3 separate regions of the Anser cygnoides genome follow, and all the other regions are linked to region 3. Evidence: chromatin contacts called from public Hi-C data. All regions are on one chromosome and are shown on one strand. Each heading gives the region's core, a stretch centred on a gene start, on an enhancer-like site or on the middle of the called end of the contact. The rest is flanking DNA. Distances are from core to core; before and after follow the strand shown. Region 1 holds the start of DIO3 (iodothyronine deiodinase 3). Region 2 overlaps LOC106047813 (a long non-coding RNA gene). Region 3 has its middle 67 kb from the start of DIO3.

Evidence for each region. Hi-C and Micro-C count contacts between places; a contact is called where the count stands out from the background.
Region 1: a Hi-C map of liver shows a contact between it and region 3, with 5 times the contacts expected there. The contact joins the promoter of DIO3 here to the enhancer-like site in region 3. A contact is called at or near these places in 3 of 7 Hi-C or Micro-C datasets (fetal liver and liver).
Region 2: a contact with region 3 is called in a Hi-C map of liver, with 20 times the contacts expected there. The contact joins two enhancer-like sites. A contact is called at or near these places in 4 of 7 Hi-C or Micro-C datasets (granulosa cells and liver).

Annotation. Positions count from the first base shown.
Region 1 is chr5:55,113,962-55,117,058 of Taihu_goose_T2T_genome, reverse strand. DIO3 (iodothyronine deiodinase 3) reads right to left here and starts at 1,813. Exons shown (of 1, transcript XM_013199473.3): 1 at 229-1,813. The coding sequence starts at 1,660. The coding sequence ends at 836.
Region 2 is chr5:54,943,388-54,946,555 of Taihu_goose_T2T_genome, reverse strand. LOC106047813 (a long non-coding RNA gene) reads left to right here. Exons shown (of 17, transcript XR_010832008.1): 5 at 559-657. Among named protein-coding and RNA genes, the nearest start is that of DIO3, 170 kb to the left of the region's middle. Within about 2 kb of position 1,800, at least 2 of the 3 cell types and tissues checked have open chromatin away from gene starts, as enhancers often do. A contact at or near this core is called in liver, where this site is marked.
Region 3 is chr5:55,046,703-55,049,861 of Taihu_goose_T2T_genome, reverse strand. No RefSeq gene overlaps it. Among named protein-coding and RNA genes, the nearest start is that of DIO3, 67 kb to the left of the region's middle. Within about 2 kb of position 1,706, at least 1 of the 3 cell types and tissues checked has open chromatin away from gene starts, as enhancers often do. A contact at or near this core is called in liver, where this site is marked.

The sequences.
Region 1 (3,097 bases), core at 564-3,063, 67 kb before region 3:
CGTTCCCCCTCCCGCGGGAGCCCCGGAGGTGTGTTTTTCCCCTGGGGACCCTCAGTGCCCCCCTTCTTCTCCGGGTCCTGCCGCAGCCCTGCTCGCCGCCCCCAGCTGCGCATCCTCTCCCTCCGGCCGCTTCGCGTTCCCCTCCTCGGCCGCGAAGAGGACGCTACAAGGTAGGCAAAAGGGAAAGTGAATGTGGCGCTCTGGAGCGAGATAGAGAGACGGGCAAGGTTAGACGTGTATTTACTCAACCTTTATTATTTAAAAAAATTCATAAAAAAAAAGGTGAACGAACGTCTTACAAAACCCCCCCATAAATAGGACATTCCGTTCAGCTCTGGCTATTGGCAGTTCTAGTACTTGACAACATCAGACGCGATTTCCTGGCATTAGAGAAACCCATTTCAAAATCGGTCATCACAAAGAAATACTAGAAATCCCAGTTAGCACTTGCTAGGCAGCACGGAGCACTTGTACACAACTTTTCAGACACACACCCGCGCACACACGCAGCTGGGAACAGATCCCGAAGGAAGAGAGCCTCCTTAAAAATTAGTAAACGCTTCTCCAAATAAAAGAAAAAAAAAAAAAAAAGAAGAGTTATTTACAAAACGCACATGGGAATACAGTATCGACAGAGCGTGGCTGGCAAATCAACATGATTTGAATAGAGAAAGGACTATGGCACATCTTGCTCGAAAGCTCGCACGGCAGCCTCCTTCGAGTGTCCCCGGGGAGGAGGGCTCCTGCCATCCGCGTCGCGGTGCCTTCTCCCTCGCCACCTCTCCTCCCGCCCTCCCCTCCCCTCTCCGCCCCTGCGCCTTTTGCCAGGTCCTTTTTACACTTGGATGACCACCGTGCTGGGGCTCTGGAGCCGGGTTTTGTATTGGTCTAGCCAGCTTCTGAGCTCCGAGATCTTGTAGCCCTCTGGTCCTCTGCCTCCCTGGTACATCACCTTCTCCTCCTGGATGACGTAGAGCCTCTCGAAGTAGGCACCGTAGGCGGCGCTGGAAGCATTGTCCATGGTGTCCACGGCCAGGGGGCAATCGGGCGCCCCTTCCCTCATCAGCTGAGCTGCCCGCAGCCTGTCCTGGAGGCACTGGTGCTTGGGGATGTTGTAGGCTGCGTCCGAGCTGACCCAGCCGTCGGAGGGGTGTGCTTCTTCGATGTACACCAGCAGGAAGTCGGCAATGTCCACGAAGTGCGCGGCCAGGCGCTGGAAGGACCGGAGGCGGGCCATGAACGGGGGTCAGGTGCAGCTGCCGAAGTTGAGGATGAGGGGTCTCTTGCCGCGGGCGAAGTCCAGGATGCGGAGCCTCTTCTGCCCGTCCAGCTGGATCACCTCGGGGTTGGGGGCCAAGGAGCCCACGTGCGCCGACTTGAAGAAGTCCAGCTTCTGCCCGTGCCACACGGCTTTCAGCGACTCCAGCGTGAACATGCGGTTGGAGTCGGACACGCAGACCGGGGGGTCGTCGGGGGGCGGCCCCTCGCTGGCTCTGGCCACCTCCTCCGCCGTGGGCATCAGTAGCATCTTCTTCCTAATGCACAGAAAATCTAGGAGCCAGAGCATCACGGCGGTGAGCAGGAAGCGGGGGAAGAGGAGGATGCAGGCGGCCGCCTGGGTGAGCAGCTGCAAGGTGTGAACGCCGAGGGAGTGGAGCATCGTCGCGGCTGGTGCTGCGGGGCGCCGGCTGCCCGGGGGCCCCCACGTACCCTGCTTGCCGGGGTCTGCGCGGCACGGCTGAGATCCCGCTTCTCTTTAAGCCCATTTTATAGTCAGGGATTTAAATGAAAAGTGACTCCACCTCCGGCCAGAACCCGCCCCTCTGGAACTTGAGCCTGGGGATTACCTACCCCTCCACTCTAATGACCTAAAAATACACAGACAAAGGGGGAGAGAGCCCCGGCGGGAGCTGCGAGGGGACGTGCAGCCGAGCAGGGAGCAGCCGCTATCAGGCCCCAGCAGAGAGTCCGCGATAGGGCACGGCCGGGGTCCCCGGCCGCAGATAGCGGCGGCCGCTCGCTGCCAGCCCCGCCAGGGACAATGCAACAGGCGCAGCCCGGCCCCCCCCCCACTCCCCCGCCCCGACAGCGGGGTCGGGGCCGCGCAGGAGCGGGGCCGGGGCAGCGCCGTCCCGGCGGCGCCCGCAGGTGTCAGGGACGGGCAGCCCGCTCCGCGCCGCGTCCCTCCCCGCTCCTCAGCCCGCGGCCCGGGCACGGTCGTAACCGGGCACAGCCACAAGCGGGCACGGCCACAACCGGGCACCGGGGACACCGGAGCTCGAACCCGCGGTCTCGCCCGCATCCTCCCGCGGCGGGGCGGGACGGGACGGGAGGAGACGGGACAGGACGGGACGGACGGGGCGCACGGGGCGCACGGGACGGGACGGGACGGGGCGGGCGGCGGGCGCTGCCCCGGCCCCGCGGCGGGGCTCAGGGGGTGCCAGGTGGGCTCCGGCCGGCGGGCGCTGGCCCGCGGCGGAGGAGGGGCGGGCGGCGGGCGGCGCTGCGGCCGCTAAGGGGAGCTGTTGCCCGAGAAGCGGCGGCGGCCGTGCCGGTGGTGGTGGCGGCGGAGGGGGGGAGCCGCCGGACCCTGCCACCCCCCCGGCCCCCGGGTGTCCGCTGCCTGGCGGGGCCGGCCGGGTGTGAAGGCGGGGCCGGGCCGTGCCGCAGGAGGCCGTCGGGAGAGCTCGACGGCGGCTTGGATGGGGCCGGCGTAGCGTTCCCGGGGCTGCCGTCCCGTCCCGTCCCGTCCCGTCCCGTCCCGTCCCGTCCTCTGGGCTTGTCCCCTGGAACCCATCCCGTCGGCAGTGGGGACAGCCGGCCGCGGCCCCCACTACGTCGCCCACTGCACCCAGGTGAGATGGAAGCCTCGAAGCCCCCTCGCAGCAACTCAGGAGGAAGCAGCAGTATTGTGTTGTGTTGTCCTGCGAAGTAGAAATCCCAGCCCCTTGCATCAGCGGGCCTAGCGAAGTCCTCAAGCAGCGGGGTGAAGAGGCATGTCGTGGGCAATGTCGGGTGGACCCGTGTGTCCCGTCCACAGAGCAGATGTGCGAACACCAGTTTTAGGGTTGGGGGCTGTGTTACCTGTGGTGAAATG
Region 2 (3,168 bases), core at 551-3,050, 100 kb after region 3:
CATCAGCCAACAGGCAGGATGCAAGTGAGATATTGAGGCTTTGTTTATTTTCACTTCTGTTTCCGTTTGCTATATATGAAGATGATCCTAGATTTTGTTGCAATAATACTTTTCATTCAGAAATTTGGACCTCGTCTGATGTGAGCCCCAAACATTTCCATTTCTAAGTGCAATAAGTTAATGCCTATGTAATTATAAAGCGGTGCCAGCTTCTAACCACACTGTCTTACCTACCCTAGTCCTTTGGAAATGTTTTGCTTGCAACAACTTTATATACTAAACATGTTTGTTTAATAAAAATGTTGTTATGATAACTATAAACAACATATTTGTGACATGACTAATGTTTTCATGAAGTTGCTTTCATTTTCACAGGTCAGTGCTTCCTTTTCCAGCTTCACAAACAGTTTTCTCAATCATCTGGGCACCAAGTTGGTGCCTCAGCACTTGGATCTGTGTCCTATGATTTGATCTTCTTTTCAGAGTGTTCTCTCATTTGTCCCTGTCCATGTGCTGTTTTTCCTGACAGTTCTTTTTTCTTGTGCCACTTTATGACAGCTTTTCTCCATGATGTGCTGTTAAAAGCATATATCCAGATATCCAGAAAAAAAAAAAAGTGGAAAAAAAGAAGCAGCTGACCAATAACTTACCTAGAAAGTAAGTAATTTTTTTCTTATTTATTACGGGTGTATGTTTAGCTACGTTATAATCTACATCCATGACTTTCTGTACAACATAGGGCACATTTTGTGAATGAGCTTAAACACTATAAAATTGTAATTATTCATGAATAGTCTGTCTTTTATTGCTAATGACACACATCATACCAGCAGAGTTTGATATACCAATTATAAGAATAAAGTTCATCTGAGGTAACAGAGTTTATTCCTTTCTCAGGCATCCAGCCTGGATCTCAGCTACGAAGTAAGTACCTCTACCACATCTCATTACCAAAATAGCAACCTTCTTAATCCTTTGCTGTGAAGAACAAAGGTTTGATTCAGTCTCTGGAGCAGAAATAGGATCTTATTAATGCACTGGCAACTAAAGTGTTGTTATTTTTGTTAGAAAAGAGAGAAACAGGAATTTGCTGATATATGTTAGATTAAGGGCTTTTATTATTTTGAGATTAATCGGATTGTTAGTTAGGCCTTTTGAACGGCAGTTGAAAATCTACAAAATATCTTTTAATTTAGCATTTTGGATGAATTCAGGAGCTGCTTCTTCAGCTTCTATTCTTTGTATCTGTTCTGAAAGAGTTACTTAGGATGCCAATTAAATGGTGTATTGCTTACTCTGCAAGTGGTGGAACTAGGAGGAAAGTTCTGCCACTCTTGACAGGAGTACTGGTCTTGCTGGGCTCCATCCACTTGCCATCCATTGGATCAGAGCTTAGACCCAAGGCACCAGTGAGGTACCTGGTGCTTGGCTTTTGAGGATCAGAAGAGAACTGTGCATCAGCTTAGTGTCCAGGCTTGAACAGGTTACAAATGATGCATGAATTCTTGTTTGAAATGTTAGATCTCTGATGGTGTTTTATGGAGCCTCTTTCTTTTGAAAGATTTGCTGCCATGTAGTGTTTAGCTTCAGTAGACTGTGGAATTTGGGATCCCTGTGGAGTAGGCTCTCTATGCCTCTGGCAGCTCTTCAGGATAAAGTTGAAATCAGGATTGCAGAGGAGCCAGAGGAATTCTACTTGGTGAATTAAATGTTCTTGAGTTTGAGGACCTGGAAAAGGGTGAGGAAAGGATCTGGGTGAGCTCTCAAATTGGTATGAATGACTGGCATAGAAGGTATTGCTTAGAGCAAAAATAAATGCAGTGTAACTGATCCGCTGAGAGCAGCAAACCGTTTCTGGAAATGACTGGTGCTTGATAATTCTTAGTGATAGGCAAATGCCATGCTCCAAAATACGTGTGGTCCATTGTGCAATTCTGTGTGGGTGTGGATCTTTGCAGGTTATTGGCCTATGCCCTTTGGCATAAAATGTGTTTGTCTAAGTCTTAGTATGTAGAACTTCGGGTGTTTATCTTCATGTGTATGTGAAAGGTTCAGGGTTAAGCGAGGAGCTATCCCAGAAGCTGAGGTCAGCAGAAGTGTTCTGGCTAACTGTTCCCAGGGCTGAGTAGTAGACCAGTAGGATGGCATTTTCAGTGAACCTCAGTTTGCTGCTTCTGTTCCTTATGGTTAGGATAAATCTCATGTTTGGTCTCCAGGAGATATGACAAAGATATGTGATAGAGTCTGTAGGCTGAGACTTGTGGCTTGACTGTGTGGACTTTTATTTGTGAGCTGGATGAGATTTCTAGGCATAGTCTAAGGCAATTGTGTGTTGTATTAATTGCTATTTTATCCTGATTATTTATATCCCCAGAATGTTTTAAGTATCAAATTTTGATAAAACAGGAATGCTTCAAGTGCCAGTAGGATACAGGCCAAGCCTGTTCTCTGTTATACCCCTGTAAAGCTGGAATAATTCTATTGACTTCTGAGTGGCAGTGGTAGTACAGAAAGCAGAACTGGACCTGAGAGATGAAGCAGAGGGTGTGCATGTGTGTGCGCCTTGGGCAGTAAAACAGCTGACTGAAAAAAACAGCTAATGCACTGCTCCCATTTTCCCTTGATGGTTTCCAGCTGTCCTCTTATCCCTGGCATACCAAATGACATTAATTAGGTTCAGCTTATAAAAATAAGTGGGAAGCAGTATGCTTTACCCACCTTATAGAGCTGTACATAAATGATGTGTTACATACAACAAACTGCAATTGCAGATGCTGAGCAACACTGCGGTTATTAAGCCAGGAGATGAGTAAAGAGAAAGTTCCTTTGGCAAAGCAGTCATAGGCAGGATGGCTTCTCAGACTGTGCAATGGAAGAAGGTATGATCGCATGAAGGAAATCAATGTGTATTGCACCTGAAACACAATTGAGAGTGTCACAGACTTCATGCTTTGTTCATCTTGAGTCTTTTAGTATTAAATGAGGCAGAAGAAAGGAAGGATCTAAAGAGGAGAGTAAAGGAAGAAGGGAGTATTCTTATTTTCCCCAACCAGTAAGCATGTATTTGTAGGGTATTAACATCTTGTTTGTTGTTGCTGTTTTACATTTTTGCACATTTTTTCATTAGGGATTGTAGGTGAATTTCTCAGAGAATTTGGAAAATAAGTA
Region 3 (3,159 bases), core at 457-2,956:
AGGTGGGAGATGACTCTGCCACTTTGTTTATGCCTGCCTGCACTGCTTGACATTCATGTGAAGTTTGAGACAACCTGTATCAACATGATGCCTGACAAGTAATTTGTATTGTCCCATGTTCAGCATGACCCTGCTCGGATTGCCAGAAAACGTCACATCTCCAGTTGTGTAACACCATCACGTTCTCTAGATCCTGGGCCTGCAATCATTATTGAGCTAGCTGTTTGTGCACTGGGGTGGGGGGTGGGGGAGGGGGTGGAGGGGGGGAGGGGGGGGGAGTTCAAATATTTTTAATCACTAGAAATGGTAGCTATGTGTCCTTTGTTGAGAGTAAAGCAACCTGATTCCTCATACATCCACGTACTGAAAGGAGGAGCCCATTGGAGAGAAAAAGTATGTGCTAGCAGGGATAAAGGAAGAGCTTTCATCTGTGTATGAGTACATGACGTGCAGGGTACACAACAGCATTTAGGTAGATACCAGTGTTTTGTAATTCAAGGATCACGTAACTTAAAAAAAAAAAAAAAAAGAAAGAAAGAAAAGAATCCACTGCTGCCACAATGTTTTTCATTTACAGACAAACAAAAATTAGGCTAAACTCTGCATGTTCATTTATTACTTTATTTCCCCCCACCTTGTTTGTTTGTTTGCTTGCTTGCTTGCATGGTAATGTGTTTGCTGTTTGGTTGCTTGTTTGTTTTTATTTGAAATCACATTGCATGTAATTTTCTGAACTCTTGCTGAGCAGAGAGCCTAGTAAATGTGTGTGTTTATGTGCTACCTTTGTCTATGTACAAAGACTGATGGATAGCTAATAAAATGCACATCTCTGCAATCCTTTCATGCTTAAGATCCCCAAGCAGAAGTTGTGAGTGTTCAAATAAAATAGAACTGATCCAAAATGTACATATTTAGCTTAGATAATAGCAGCCCCCAGAAATGTGCCTCTTTCTGCTGTTGGAAATCTGTCAGCTGAACAAAGAGCAGGATATAGTGTGAATCAGGCTGTCCTAAAAGCTTTATGTGATAGACACACTTTATGGAGTTATTTCCATTTTTCTCACATTTCAAAAGCAGACTCAGACCTTAATTATCATGAGGACAAATTCCACAAAATCATTATTTGTAGTCAAGGATTGCAATGCATTTTTAAAGTCAGATTATATGTTAAAAGAACACAGTTTTTCCTAGGGCTTGTACAAAGCTGTACAAAGCTTCTCCTTGTTCCCTCCATCTGAAAAATTATTCTTGAAAAGTCATTCTGCGTATCTTTTTGCTATTTTTTTCAGAGAGAGAAAAATATAAATGAGCTGTGAAGCTTGTGTTGTTCTGAACTCTTTCTCTCCTCTTTCACCGATGAGTTCATCAAACAAAATTCCACAAGAAACAAATGTTATTATGAGATTAGCAGAATGAATGCCAGAGTTCAGATACTAAACATTTTTTTTTAAAAACAGTGGGCTTAATGACGTGAAGGAAGTTGTAGTTTAAACATCAAGGTCAATTATTTCGTTAAATATTATTTAAAAGTTACTTGCCTTGAAACAAAACCAGAGCTATCCATTTCCCAAAAATGCAAACAGATTATTCTGCCCCTGTTTGTCAGCTTCACCAGATAACTTCTATTTGATCTTCAAATGAAAACAGTTTCTGTTTCAGATTTATACAACAGGCTGCCTCTAAAAAGAAGAAAGATCTTAAGGTTGGAACTGCTGTTTGCTTTCCCTTCTAATCTTGTGAGCAGATTTGCATAAGAAAAGCAAGTAGATTCGAGTCTGGGTTTTTCTGTCTACATCGAAGGCATGAGTATCAGCCAGTGCTCTCCATTTATTCAGAAAGAAAACGATTGCTTTTGTAAATCAGGTGAGCAGGAAACCCTTCAGTAAATTCAGCTAGATTTCTCTAAAAGGAACAGGGGCTACTTATCAAGACTAAATGGAGTTTAGTTAAGTAATTATAATAGTCAAACAGAGAGAGTCCAAAAACTAAACCCTTCAGTTCCAGGTATGTTTCCTGATACTGTATACTTAGCTTTAAAACAACATCCAGAATTGGTATTTCCTGGATCTTGCAAAGCAGCCTCTTGTACTGCCAGGTACCCTTCTCACAGTTTCTAACAGCATCAGCCTCGCTCAGGACCTCAGTGAGCAGAGCAGTGCTGGGTGGTGATGTGAGCTCTGGCTGTCTGACCGAGTGCGTGCCCCCAGCTCCAAGAGTGACACCTGGACCAAGCCAGGTAATTCTACCGTAGAATGGGGATGCAGAGCCGTCCCTACAAGAGTGTGTGAAGCATAACAGCTCAGTGTGTGCAATGTACTTTGAGATTCTTTTGGTGTGTAGAAGTGCAAGTTATTTTGTAGGAAAAGGGTTGAGGAGGGACGTTTTAGATCATGGGGTCAAGTCCCTTGCTGTGGGTGGTAACCCCATCTCAGAAGCTGGTTCACAAACCAGTCAAACTCCATCTCCCAGCTGCTTTGGTTGCTTCCTGCCTGTGGAAGGCCTTTCAGGGTCCCCACCACTCTGATGGGGTGAAGCTGATTTCTATTTCCAGCCTGAATCCCTTCTTCGTCAGTTTTTACCAAATGTCTCTCAACATTATTTTATCTAGGAGGAGGGGAGGGAAATTGTCTCATAATTTTAAGATTCATCTGCATTTTCCTCTCAGCCCCAGGCACCTGGTGGAAAGACGCCAGCAATGCTGTAGGCTGGTTCGATGTACCAATAAAAATAAAATAAAATTAAAAAAAAAAAAAAGGAGTAAGAAAAGCGCCATTCTTAGAAAGCCTCCAGCGTTCCAGCTCGAGCACAAACAGCTTCTTATTTGGGACTCTCCTCGGGTAAATCAACAGCCCCGGGGCGAAGGGGCCGCAGCTCTTGTGGTTTTGCGCAAACCCAGACCCCCCCCCGGGGGCCGGGGGGGGAACACGAGAGGGAGGGAGGGAAGGGGAGGGGAAGAGGGAACCATCCTCAAACCACTGCTGAGACCTCGGCCGAGGGGGGCCGAAGCCCCGCCGGGGAGAACCGGGGCGGAGGAACCCCCCGGGCCGCCGGTGCCCGCCCGCCCCGCCGGGGCTCTGCCCGCTCCCCCGGGAGGCAGCGGCGGGGCGGCGGGGCCGCAGCACGGCTCGGCGGGGTGGCAGATCCCCGTTCTGCCCCTTG